2 separate regions of the Gossypium arboreum genome follow, and region 1 is linked to region 2. The links are chromatin contacts, called in public Hi-C maps. All regions are on one chromosome and are shown on one strand. The core of a region is the stretch at or near the end of the contact, and the rest is flanking DNA. Distances in the headings are between cores, read along the strand shown. Region 1 overlaps LOC108489555. Region 2 holds the start of LOC108486938 (leucine-rich repeat receptor-like protein kinase PXC2).

Region 1 (6,422 bases), core at 776-3,275, 46 kb before region 2:
TTTTTCTTAAACCTTCCTTCTTATGACAAGTTGCTGACTCCAGTAAATGGCGCATACTTCTTGATTGCAACCGTTGTAATTTTGGGAGGATCATGGGCTTGTTGCATGTTTAGGAAAAGGAGGCGGCATGATGGTGGTATACCTTACCAAGAGCTAGAAATGGGATTACCAGAATCCATGCAAGCTACTGAAGTAGAAACGGCTGAAGGTTGGGACCAGGGTTGGGATAGCGATTGGGATGAGGACAAGGCAGTTAAATCACCAATGGGACGACGCCAAGTACCGAATATCTCAGCAAATGGCCTCATTGCTAGGTCTTCAAACAGAGATGGTTGGGAAAATGACTGGGATGATTAGACATTTTTAGCAGAAAAAAGGAAGGTAAGAAAGTGAAGGAGTGACAGTCATAGAAGAGAAGGAAGAGGAAGTGGCGATACAAAGAACGGGCAACTTGATATAGAAAATGTAAATTGGTCCACACAGTTGTCATGTTAACATTAACAGTCATGAATAGGGAGTCCTCAAAAGAGCCTATGTTTTTACTTCCTTTTAACATCGGTGATGATGCATGCTGTTTGAGTTTACTAAATGAAGTTCAACTGTGGTTTTTATGTTTTGGTTGTAGAGGAGCATTCAATTTTTAGGCATTTGAGGTTGGCAAAGGATTGAACTGTGTCTCTAAAACTGAAGAGTCAGAATGTTGTTTTGAAAGATAATACAGATGTTAGCTCCGTTGTTGTTTCATGTATTTGCAGGAAGGGTTACATTTTGGGATAATCACGATTAGAACAACTATGTAAGTGAAAAGATGGAAGGCAATCATATTATTCTTAGCAGAGGCATTGTGTAGCATGTATAATTGAATTTCCCACCAACAGGTAATTGTTATATGCATATCATAATGTATATTAAAAAATAAATAAATTTATCAAATAAATTTATAAATAATTAAAAAAAATTGGCGTGTAAATTAGAATACTAAAGTATGACACAAAGCCAGCAAACGAACAGACACTAACAATAACAAAGTGTAAACTAATCAAAACAACAAGAAATAACAGCACATTCCTTTCCTCTTTCAATTCTGTTGAAAACCCATTAAAAATCTCTCCCCGACACCGTCCCAGAGAAAACTTTGGGTTTTTTACTTATAAAATATAAAATAAATAAATAAAAAATACAAAAATGGCATATTTCAAAAATTATGTATTAAAATGGTATATTCAAATGAGTGGAGGGTAGTGCATAGATGGCACCACCTAATATTCTGATAGCATTCTGTTAAAAAAAAAAACATTTTAGTAGTGATAGCATTCTGTCAAAGTGATAGGTGCCAAAGTAATAAGCGGCACAACTTTTTTTTTTTTTAGTTTGTAAGCAGAGAATTATATATCCAAATGAGTAATTATGTGAAAATTTTTAATGATATTTTTTCACATGTTTTATTATTTTTAATTTTTAAATATAATTTAAAATAAATGGTAGAATTAAAAAATCACCATTAATGTATTAAATAATTATCATATTTAAATTATTTATTTTTATTAATTGAGCTAGATGGGGGAGAGGGGAAATACCACTAGTGCCTTCTATTAGATAGGCACCGTACCTCTATACCCTTAAGTGGTGCCGCCTATCATTTTGGCACCACTACTAAAATATTATTATTTTTTAACAGAATGCTATCAGAATATTAGGGTGGTGCCGCCTGTGCACCACCCTCTATCCCTTTGAATGTACCAACATAATTTTTGAAACATGCAATTTCAGTATTTTTTTTAAATATTATACAGGTAAAAAACCCGAAAACATTGGAGACCACATTGAGGTAGAAATAATGAGCATCTCTAAACTCCAAAGCTGACCGACGTCGTTCATCAAGAAACCAAGCACTGTCGATCTCTTTTAGCTGGCCATTCCACTACCTGTGACGCTTCCTCCACCTAGTACCGCGGCGTGTGCAACTGATGCCCTTCAGCAGCCAAGGCATGCGCAGCAGCATTGACTCGTCCCTCCCCAGTTTTCCTTTAATGTCTTTGATGATCGGACTCTATATATACTTATCTTGTATAGCTGAGTTTACTTTCTTGATTATTGTCAGAGAGTCCCCCTCCACCTGTACCAATTTGAACCCTAGCTCTGCTACAAAATTAATGGCCTGTTCACTTGCTTGTGCTTTGGCAACAAAAGCATTGGCGATCCCATAGTGCGGTTAGGTACATGCAGCAATTATTAAGCCCAAAGAATTCTTGATTAGAACCCCTGAAATGGAACTCTTTGTAACAGGCTAAAAGAAGCATCGAAGTTGACTTTCATACAATTTGAACCTAGTGGCACCCATTCCTCTTGTCTCTGCAAGCAGGCTGATGTTTTGAACTCATTCACGGCCTCCACTCTGATAGGGAAGCCTTTATGAACACAATCAATTCTTGCACAGTTTGCCTAACACCCTCGTGCACAATCTTATTTTTAGCATACCAGATTGCCCAAACTATATTGCTATTAGTTTCAGTGTTTTTTCAACATAATTCATGACTACCTCTGCTAACCATGTATTATGGTCTGAGCTCTATGAGACAGAAACTGTTGCAATATTCAAAGAGTTCATAATCTGTTTTGAGATAGAACAGAAACGTAACACATGATTAGCAGACTCTTCCTTTGAGTTGCATAAAGGGAAGATATTACTTGCTTGGAGATTTTTCCTTTGTAAATTATCAAAAGTAGGTAAATATTTATTTGCAAACCTTCATAGTGTAATCTTTATTTTTGCTCGGATTGGTAAAGCTCACAACCTAAAATAGAACTCTGTAAATAGGTTACGTGTGGTGGCCTAACACCCTTTTTTTTTTTTTTTTTAGATGTTCTTCTAGTAGTAGCTTATAACCACTCTTAGAAGTAAATTCCTCGGAACTCTCATACCTCCAAATCATCTCATCAGCTACTTGTGTAACACCCCTATACTCGGTTCAACCCAAGAAACCTGATATAGGAATATTACATTTGGAGTCAAAGTGATTTTGACTAATCACTAATATATTTGAACATTAAAAAAAATAAATTTTTATAACTTATATTTTACTCCCTACTACTTGGAACATACTTGATCTTCCTAAGTATATGCCATTCTATTCAAAATTTTGAAACATACCTTCTTGGCACTTGGAGATATGATGAAATGGATGCTCACAACCTCAATTACAACTCTTCAAAATCACTGTACCTAATCTGCACACGGAAAACAAAACCGTATGCTGAGTAAAACTCAGTGGTATTTCTATAATCCGAATATTTAAAATAAGAAATTATAAATATACAATTGAAATATAAACACATATTAATATTTAAATATTATAACAACCATATCATATTTCATTTATTTCACAAATATCTCAATTCTCATACTTGCTATATAAATAGCTTTTCACAATTTATTTCACATTTCATTATACAATTGCACTATCCATTCCATGTTCATTTCATGAGTATATAACTCATATATTCCATATATTTGCAACATATTTCACATTCTATTTTCAATATACTATTTCACTTCCATTTTTCATACCTTGCCAATTCAATATCAATCATAAAACTTTATTATTCATTAACCCCTATTAACACGACTCGGACTCGGACAGATACACGGATCCAACCAAAACACACCAGCTGGTACCCAGTGCCTCATTGGATAATTCAAAAAAATAAAGTTGACACCCAGTGTCTCATTGGCTAAACCGAAGTAAATTGACACCCAGTGCCTCATTGAATATATCCGAAGTAATTATTTGACACCCAGTGTTTCATCGACTTGAAATCGAAGAAATCCCTGAACTTTTCCAATCCTATAGCATGTCATGTATATCTGACTCAACCCGATACAGTTAATAGGTTTTAATTTCACATTTCAGATATAACTAATATTCAATTTAATTTAAATAATCAATATATATTCAATATATATATCAATTCAATCAATATAAATTCAATAAATTCATCACATACTAAATCAATTCATTTCAATTGCAAAACACAATAATTCTCACCTCAACACTTACCATATACATTAAATTGAATTATAACCGTTAACAACTAAATTCGGATTATAGAAATACAAACCGGAAATTTTAAGCTATTTCTCGTCGACTTTATCTTTTCCCTTTTTAGTCGAGGGTTCTGGTACGACGATAGCTACGGAATTAAAACAATTAAAAATCATCAATGCAGTGCAATGCAATTTCATATTGAATATTTAAATTTTTACTCAAACATTGCCTAAATTTCATTTTAGTCCCTTAACCGAGACTAATTTTATTTCTTTACAATTGATCTTATATTTTCATACAAATTCTACTTTAAACTAAATTTAACTCTCTAATTTCACTTAACTCCCTAAAATTTGAATTTTTTTACAATTTAGTCCTTATTACTCAAAATTTACAATTTATTCTACAATCCAATCCTTTTTCATTTCTAACTTAAAATCTATCAATTTAATCCCTCATACTAAAATTATTCAACATAGACAACACTTAAAAACTCAATAATTTCTAAAATTTTGACATGGGTCGGGTAATATTTAATACCGATATTCCAAAAACATAAAAATTACAAGAAAAAGAGACTAGTTGACTAACCAATTGAGCTTAAAACTTTGAAATCCCTAGCTTTGGCCTTTCTCCTTTTCTTTCCTTTTTCTTTATTTTTCCTTTATGTTTTACTTCTATTTTGTTTCTTTTACTATTTCTTTTTCTTTTATTTAATTGTTTTATTATTATATAATATATTATTATAATATATATTTAAATGTTAAGTAAATATATTTTATTATAATATATATTAAATTTTACATAGATTTTCACTTATGCCACCTCATTTAAGAAAAATGGCATAATTGCGTCTTTAGTCCCTTTAATTTTTCTTTAATCTATAATTCAACTTTCACCCTATATGCAATTTAGTCCTTTTACCTAATTACTCTTAATTCAAGCAAATTCTCTCAACCAAAACCTAATTAACCACATAACTAACTTCGTAAATATTTCTAATAAATATTTACGAGTCTGATTTACGAAACGGAGTCTTGAAAATACATTTTTCGACACCCGTGACTATCGAGTAATTACAATTGTGAACGGCGAATCAGGATGCAAAGAACTCTCTCTGCAAACTCCTCATCAAACAATGCTCTAACTGCCCTGTTAACTTAGTTATTAATGCTATGATCAATTAAATTTGCTACTATTATGTACCTAACATCAATATCCTGACCCTGTACTCGTCCATTGCCTTGTCCAGGGATCCAAACATCATTCCAAATATTAACATTTTCACTCGCGCCAATTCTCCAACCTTCTCCTTTTTCAATTAAGCTCTGGGCACTCCAAATACTCTTCTAAGTAAGTGATGAGTAAGCAGCTAACTGAGCATTCATAATATCAGAGTTCGGGAAATACCTTGCTTTCATAACCTGAGCCAATAAACTGAATGGTTTAGTTAAAATATGCCAACATTGTTTTTCTAACAAAGCAACATTAACCATTGATAAATCATGAAACCCCAAACTGCCACAAGATTTTGGTAAAAAAAGATTTGCCACGTGCTCCAATGACAACCTCTACCCAAGGTGTTATTTCTCCACCAAAATCTATGAAGTACACTTTCCAACATGTTACAAAGTGACTTAGGCAAAAGAAAGTATAGCATGGCATACACCGAAAATGATTGTAGCACTTCTTTAATAAATACCTCTTTCCTACCCATAGAAAGAAAACGACTACCCCAACCTGGGAGTTTTTTACCAAATCGATCCACATAATGATGAAAAGCTTCCTTCTTCCTTCTTCTGACCATCATTGGTAACCCAAATATTTCTTCGGGTTAGTCGCCACCCTAACTCCCAATACATCCCCTATTTGATCACAAATCGAGGTCTCAACATTTGCACTAAAATAAAATAAAGACCTATCATAATTAACCTTTTGACTCGAAGCATTTTCATAATCTGTGACCACTTTTTGTACGATCTCTACACATCTCATTGAAGCATCTCCAAATAGAATATAGTCATCTGCAAAAAATAAATGACTCACTGTCAAACTCTCTCTTCCAATTTGAGCCCCTCGTATCAACCTAGTTCTATTAGCTTTATTTAAAATAGTATAAAATCCCTCAGCATAAATTAAGAACAAATAAGGGCTAAGTGGACCCCCTTGCCTAAATCCCTTAGAAGGAACAAACAAGTCACTATTTTTCTTTATTGATGCCCATTGTATATGAGATTGAGGTTACACATCTCATGATCAAAGAAATCCACTTATCTTGAAATCCCAGGCTTGCCATCATTCTAGCTAAGAACTCTCACTCAACCCTATCATAAGCTTTACTCATATCAAGTTTAAGTGCAAACGTACCTACTGCTT
Region 2 (6,434 bases), core at 2,969-5,468:
TTTTGATTTCCCACCTTGTCTGCTTTTCTTTCCTTTATTTTTTTATTATCTTTTTAAATATACAAATATTGAAATTTGATGCATGGCATGGCACTAATAAAGTTGAAAATATGTGTTCGATATGCAGCCGGTGATAAAGAATCCAGTAAGCGAAACTCTTTTGTAACAAAATACTGAATAAAGGAAAAGGGAAAATAAGGCACAAACAAAAATACAACATTAAAAGAACAAAGAATTGAGGGAAACTGGGTTGGTAGATTGAACTCTTTTCTTTTCTTCTTCTGTTGAACAAACTGGATTCATCTTCACCGTGACACACCGCTCTGTTTCGTTCTTTTCTCGGACCCGAATAACTTACTCCACCTCTTCCTGGCCTTCCGAAGGGCATTGGATTAGCTCTAATATGTTCACTACTTCTTCCATGTCTGGTCTATTTGACGGCACTTGAGATGCACATATTAGACCAAGCTTTATAACTGGAATTACCTCTTCTGTCGGGAAGTTACTACGAAGCCTCCCGTCGACACATTCTTCCACCTTACCATCCTCGAGTGCTTCCCTTACCATTTCACACAGCACCACCACATCATCCTCCATGTATTCCACTGGCTTCTTCCCTGTAATCACTTCTAAGACCAAAACCCCAAAGCCATACACGTCGGATTTCTCAGTTATTTTTACCGTCTTACAAGCGAATTCAGGAGCCATGTAACCAAGTGCACTTTGGATTTTGCTGCTTAAAACGCAACGGTCTAATGTCGGCAGTAGCCTTGCAAGGCCAAAATCTCCGACCTTGGGCTCCCCGGAGCAATCTATAAGAACATTGGTTGATTTAAGATTGTAGTGAATGACATTCATACGGTGCAAATAGGCTAGACCCTTGGCCATACCGAGAATTATGTTGAATCGTTGTCGCCAAGAGGGGCAACTTCTGTCAGGCTCATGGAGGTGCTTATACAAGCTGTCATTCGAAACAAATTCATAAATGAGGAGCTGCAGAGGAGGAGTCCAGTAATATCCTTCAAGAGCTACAAGATTATGGTGCCTAATCTTTCCAAGTCTTTTAACTTCCCTTTCAAATTCGTCTTGAGACTTGATCAAACTTGAAACAGTCAGCTTCTTAATGGCCACTGAACGCCCATCACGAAGGATTGTTCGATAAACAACTCCAAACCCTCCACGACCAATCTCACAATCCTTGTTAAGCAACGCATGGGCACCAGCAACAAAGTCGGCATCCCCTGAAAACATTACAAGCTTGCCATAGTTTGGATCATTGTTGGGAGAACAACTAAAATCTTCCCCTACAGATAAGGTGAGAGCTGCAGGAGCACGAGACATAGAAGAACGGACATGGATATTGAGGACAGTGATAGCTACTACACCAATGACAATGAATGCCGCTGCACCAATGGCAATGATGGCAGAGATGCTAAGCACAATTTTCTTGCGATGATGATTAGGAGAGGAGCCACCGATGGAGTCTGACGAGTTAGGGTTGAGGACAATGGGCTTGGGATGGACAGCAGGGCAAGAGCGGTTAACAACCGAACCACACAACGATGGATTTCCCAAGACGGATGAAGTAGGAATAGTGTTGAAGAAGCCCCCAAGTGGTAGTTCACCATGAAGGTGGTTGTGAGAGATATTAAAGAACATGAGTTGAGAAAGATTTGCTAGCTCTTTCGGTAAGCTTCCGGTAAAGTCATTCAATGATAAATCCACATACTGGAGGTTGCTCAAGTTTGAAATGGCAGTAGGGATCGAGCCAGATAAGTTGTTCCGGGACAGAATTCTGTACCATTGTAATGAAACCAGCACAAAACTGTTAACAGAATTCAAATGTAGAACGAGTTATGCTACATTGCAAGCAACGGCTTTGGTTCGGGGTTTCCACTAAACACTGCACAAACCATTAGCCCAAGATGATAGCAAGGAGCCTTTGATCTCCCTAGAGAATTACGAGGGTCATTTAGATATCATTGGCTTATACAACAATTTTGCAACATACTTTTGATAAGTTTAAGGAACTATGACCAGTCACAAGCCAAATAGCAATGAAAATTTAAACTAAAGGTCTCACTTAACTAAGTTTAAGGAATAATAAATGCTTCAAGGATAGGTGTAATGGCTACCATGATCAAGATATATATAACTCAATAAGCACTTAACAGGAACAAATACTTACAAAACTGTTAATGATGAACACTTGACTATCTGAGTTGGAATTTTCCCAAAAAGAAAGTTCCTCTGCAACCTGAGTTCCTTGAGTGAGACTGCTCCCCCAATCTCAGAAGGAATGCTTCCATTCAGCAGATTGTGGCTTAAATCAATAACTTGTGTTGCCTTCAATTCACCTACACTGGCTGGAATGGAACCAAAGAGACGGTTCCTGGACATATTAAAGAAGAGCAAGCTGCTAAGAACCCCAAGGTTTGATGGGATTTCACCAGATAAAGCATTTGAAGAAAGATCCAACATCCGAATGCCTTGATAGGATGGCACCGTTGAAGCCAATGAAGGATTTTCTACGTTTCCCATAAGTTTATTCCCAGAATTCAGTGCACTCTGCACTCCCATCTTAAACATCCATGATGGAATATTGCCGGTTAACAGATTCTGGCTGACATCTATAGCCAATAGGTTATAACAAGTAGCCATCGATTCAGGCAATGCACCAGTAAACTGGTTCATTGACAGATTCAATTCTCTCAGTAACTGCAGATTTCCCAGAGAAGATGGAACTTTACCAGAGAAATTATTTGCAGAAAGATCCAAACTTTCAAGGCTTGTCAATTCTCCAATCCAATCTGGAACTTGTCCCCTCAAAGAGTTTCCTCCTAAACTGATTGAACTACATGAACCAAGTTTCCTCATTGAATCAGGAAGGCTGCCATACAAATAATTATTACTGAAATCAACCGATTTCAAATGTGAACAGCTCCCAATATCCCCCGGTAGCCTCCCAGAGAATCTGTTGTTTCCTAAATTTATCCGTCTCAAATCATACAAATTCCCGATCCCTTCAGGAATCTCTCCTTCCAACAAATTACCAGACATATCAAGCGATTGAAGGCTCCTCAAATACCAAATCCCAGATGGCAACTGCCCTGAAATTTGATTAGACGAGAAGTTAACCGCCACAAGCGTCGAACATGAGCTCAAAGAAACAGGAAGTTCCCCTGTAAGATTGTTCCTCGCAAAAGAGATCGACCTTAGAGACCCACATTGTGTGAAAAAATCATCGGGGATCGATCCCGACAAGCTGTTTCCACTTAAATCAATAACCTGCAAGCTCCCAATGCGAGAAAGCTCGGAGTTTATGGTCCCCGTAAGGTTGTTTTTGGAAAGTGACAGAACTTGAAGGAACGGCAGCCGTAATAAGCCACGACCAACATGACCAGAAAGACATAAGCCATCGAGATGGAGCTCCGTGACCCGGTAAGTAGTCGGATCACATTTAACGCCCATCCAGTTGCAGGGATCATTGTCATCTGCACTCCAAGACTGGAGCTTTGCAGTTGGGTCCTTGAGCCCTGCTTTGAAGAAGATTAACCCCAGAACGTCGTCGTTGAAAGTTGGCTGTTGCGACTCCACAACAACAGCTGAAACCAAAACCAAAACCAGAAAAACCAAGACCTTTAACACCATTTTCTTTGCCCCTTCAACTCAAAGAAATGCTAAACTTCCATGGTAATGGTATTATAACAGGGGGGAAAAGACAGAGAAGGAGAAGGAAGAGTTTAAAAATGGTGAAGGTAGAAAAAGGACAAAGAAGATAGATAATGAAGAAGCTGATTTTGGACGAATATAAAACAAAAACAAAGCGATAGTGTCCACACCAAAACGGCTTTCCTTCCTATTTTGGTTTGAGTTTGAAGCTAAAGAAAACGAAGTCTTCAAACCCCCAAAGTAACAAAAAAAAAATGAAAAAACTAGTGATTAACTCAAGCTTTGGGAAAATGAGAGAAACAATGAAAGAGGTAATGGGTTGAATGGAGCAAAGCTGAAAAGGTGGCGATGGAGAAGAAATAAAGAGGAAAAAGAAAGTAAATGAATAGTAATTAATGATGGAAATAAGTGTAGATGTGGTTGGTGTCGCTACTGTAACTGTTGTTTTGGTTCTAACTAAATAACAAAGTGAGAGAGAGGAGATAGAGTAAAGAAGGGGGCAGCATCTAAAGCTAGGATTTTTATTTTTATGATTCTTAGGTTTTTCAATAATTAGAATAAATTTTAATTAAATGAAGTGTAAAACAGATCATATTAGACAATGTGATTGCATGAAACATAAACATTTTTGTTTAGTATTTTTTGTCTTTGGGTTTATGTATTCTGTCTTTTTTTATACATATTTGGTCAAACAAGGATCCTAAAGTAATGTACACGTGGCAGGTTTTATTTGCTTTACCATTTGACATGGTGCAATCATATTTCTCCCTCAGTCACTCGACAGTAGCCATGAATTTCTCGATGCTCTCTTTTATATTTATTCTTTTTAATGCTTAAAAAAGCAAAAGCAACCCAAAAAGTAATAGTATAATATATATAAATCTGCAATCATTCTTTGTGTGTTGCAATGCAAACAAATTCAAAATTACGTGATTTTCAAGTCTTCTCCATTTCACCACTTTTTAGTTGGAAATTACAAAATTTTACTTTTTTTTTTTTTTTTCAATCCATTCTAAGTGTAAAATAAGTCGAATTATTTTATTAATATTTAAGACAATATGAAGTTTTAACTGGAATGATCTGTTTCTAGAACTCCAAAATCTGTCCCCGACAAATTTTAAATTTAAAAAATAAAAATCAGATGGAGTTTAGGGAAGCGGGAGGAGGAAAACTTAATAATTGGAACATCAGGTGAAAGTGAGAAACGAAGACAGCAAGACGACAACACCTGCCTACCCCTTTCCGCTTTGTTGTTTCACAACCAAACACTTGACGGTTTTACTTTCACTTTCACCGGAATTTCCATGAGTGTCCACCATAGGAGTAGGAATTTTTTTAGTGCGACTCATGTGTGAAGCTTTTATTTAAGTCATTCGGAAAAAAATAATATAACTTCAAACTTGAAATGATGGGATACCATAATTATAAATAAATGTTAAGTTAGCATTCTGAATTTTTTTCAAAGATCCAATTACTTCAAAATTTTATAGATATATTGCACTAAAAAAATTTGTACCATAATAGATACCAATGTATGCAATGAAAGAAAAGATTAGTGAACCATTAACAAAATCCGAAAAGAAAAAACAAAACCTGGGATTCTCATGGCAAGACATAGCATGATTTTGAAGTTTGATGCAAATAATTCCATAAATAAATAAGATTTTCATGTTGTCACCCCCTTATGATGATGTCCAAGTCCAAGGCCCCAGTGCTTCTTTTTTTTTTTTTCTTTTTAAGTGACAAAAAAAAATATTATTTATGATTTGTAAAACACTCATAAAAATCTAATTAGGTGTAAAGATATTTTAAGTATAATTAAATTAAATTATAAAATTTTACATAGATAGTCTAAACAATTATAACCAAATTTAATTTAATTATAGTAGATAAATCTATATTGAGAACCGAAAATGATTTAAATTGTATAACACTCAATCCTAAAATTTTAAAGTTTGGAGAGCTATCATTAAGCTAAAGTCTCATTGCTTATAAATTTATTTTTAATAATAATTATATTTTATTCTTGTCTTCTCTTTATTTTTTTTCCTTTTTAATAATATTATATGTAAATACATATTAAATATTTAAATTTAATTATAATATTAATTTTGAAATCGAGAGGTGTTCATGGGCGGGCCGAGCTCAAGTAAAATTTTATGCCCGTTTGTTAGGTTCGGGCCCTGCTCAGCCCAAAAAATGGGCCTAAAAATTTGTCCAAGCTCACCAGGATAAAAATACTAAAACTAAGACTTTGACCGACCATATATTAAAAAATTTTATATTATTTCTTTACATAATTTTTAAATATATATAATACATCAAAATACTAAAAATATTAAAATAAATATTTCTAAACATATTAAAAATAAATTTTAAAAATATGTATACTTAAATAACACTAAAATAGATGCAACTTAACAAACCAATGTCTCTAAAATAATAACAAAATTAATAATAAAACAAGTGTTATACAATATCCAAACAATAACAATAAAATAGTAATAATGTAATAGTGAAATAGTAGCAAAATAAGGAGAAAATAATAAGAAAATATCATTAAAATAACATAAAAATAACATTTTTTTGTAATTTAGTGAATTCTTGACCCGCTTTTTAAATGGGTCTTATTTTTTATCCAAACCTATTTTTGGGCCTATATTTTTGTCCAAACCCTCCTACTTTTCGGTCGAGCAAGGTGACCCGCCCATGAAACAGTTTATTTGAGATTATTTGTTTTTATTTTATTTTAATTTTATATT

The links. Hi-C and Micro-C count contacts between places; a contact is called where the count stands out from the background.
Region 1: a Hi-C map of leaf shows a contact between it and region 2, with 2.2 times the contacts expected there. The contact joins the enhancer-like site here to the promoter of LOC108486938 in region 2. A contact is called at or near these places in 2 of 5 Hi-C or Micro-C datasets (both in leaf).

The regions. Positions count from the first base shown.
Region 1 is chr10:29,262,349-29,268,770 of ASM2569848v2, reverse strand. It overlaps LOC108489555, which reads left to right. Exons shown (of 4, transcript XM_017794194.2): 4 at 1-742. The coding sequence ends at 357. Among protein-coding and RNA genes, the nearest start is that of LOC108489555, 6.8 kb to the left of the region's middle. Within about 2 kb of position 2,025, at least 2 of the 2 cell types and tissues checked have an H3K27ac peak or open chromatin away from gene starts, as enhancers often do. A contact at or near this core is called in leaf, where this site is marked.
Region 2 is chr10:29,218,745-29,225,178 of ASM2569848v2, reverse strand. It overlaps LOC108486938 (leucine-rich repeat receptor-like protein kinase PXC2), which reads right to left and starts at 4,218. Exons shown (of 2, transcript XM_017791110.2): 1 at 2,189-4,218; 2 at 159-1,795. The coding sequence starts at 3,651. The coding sequence ends at 355.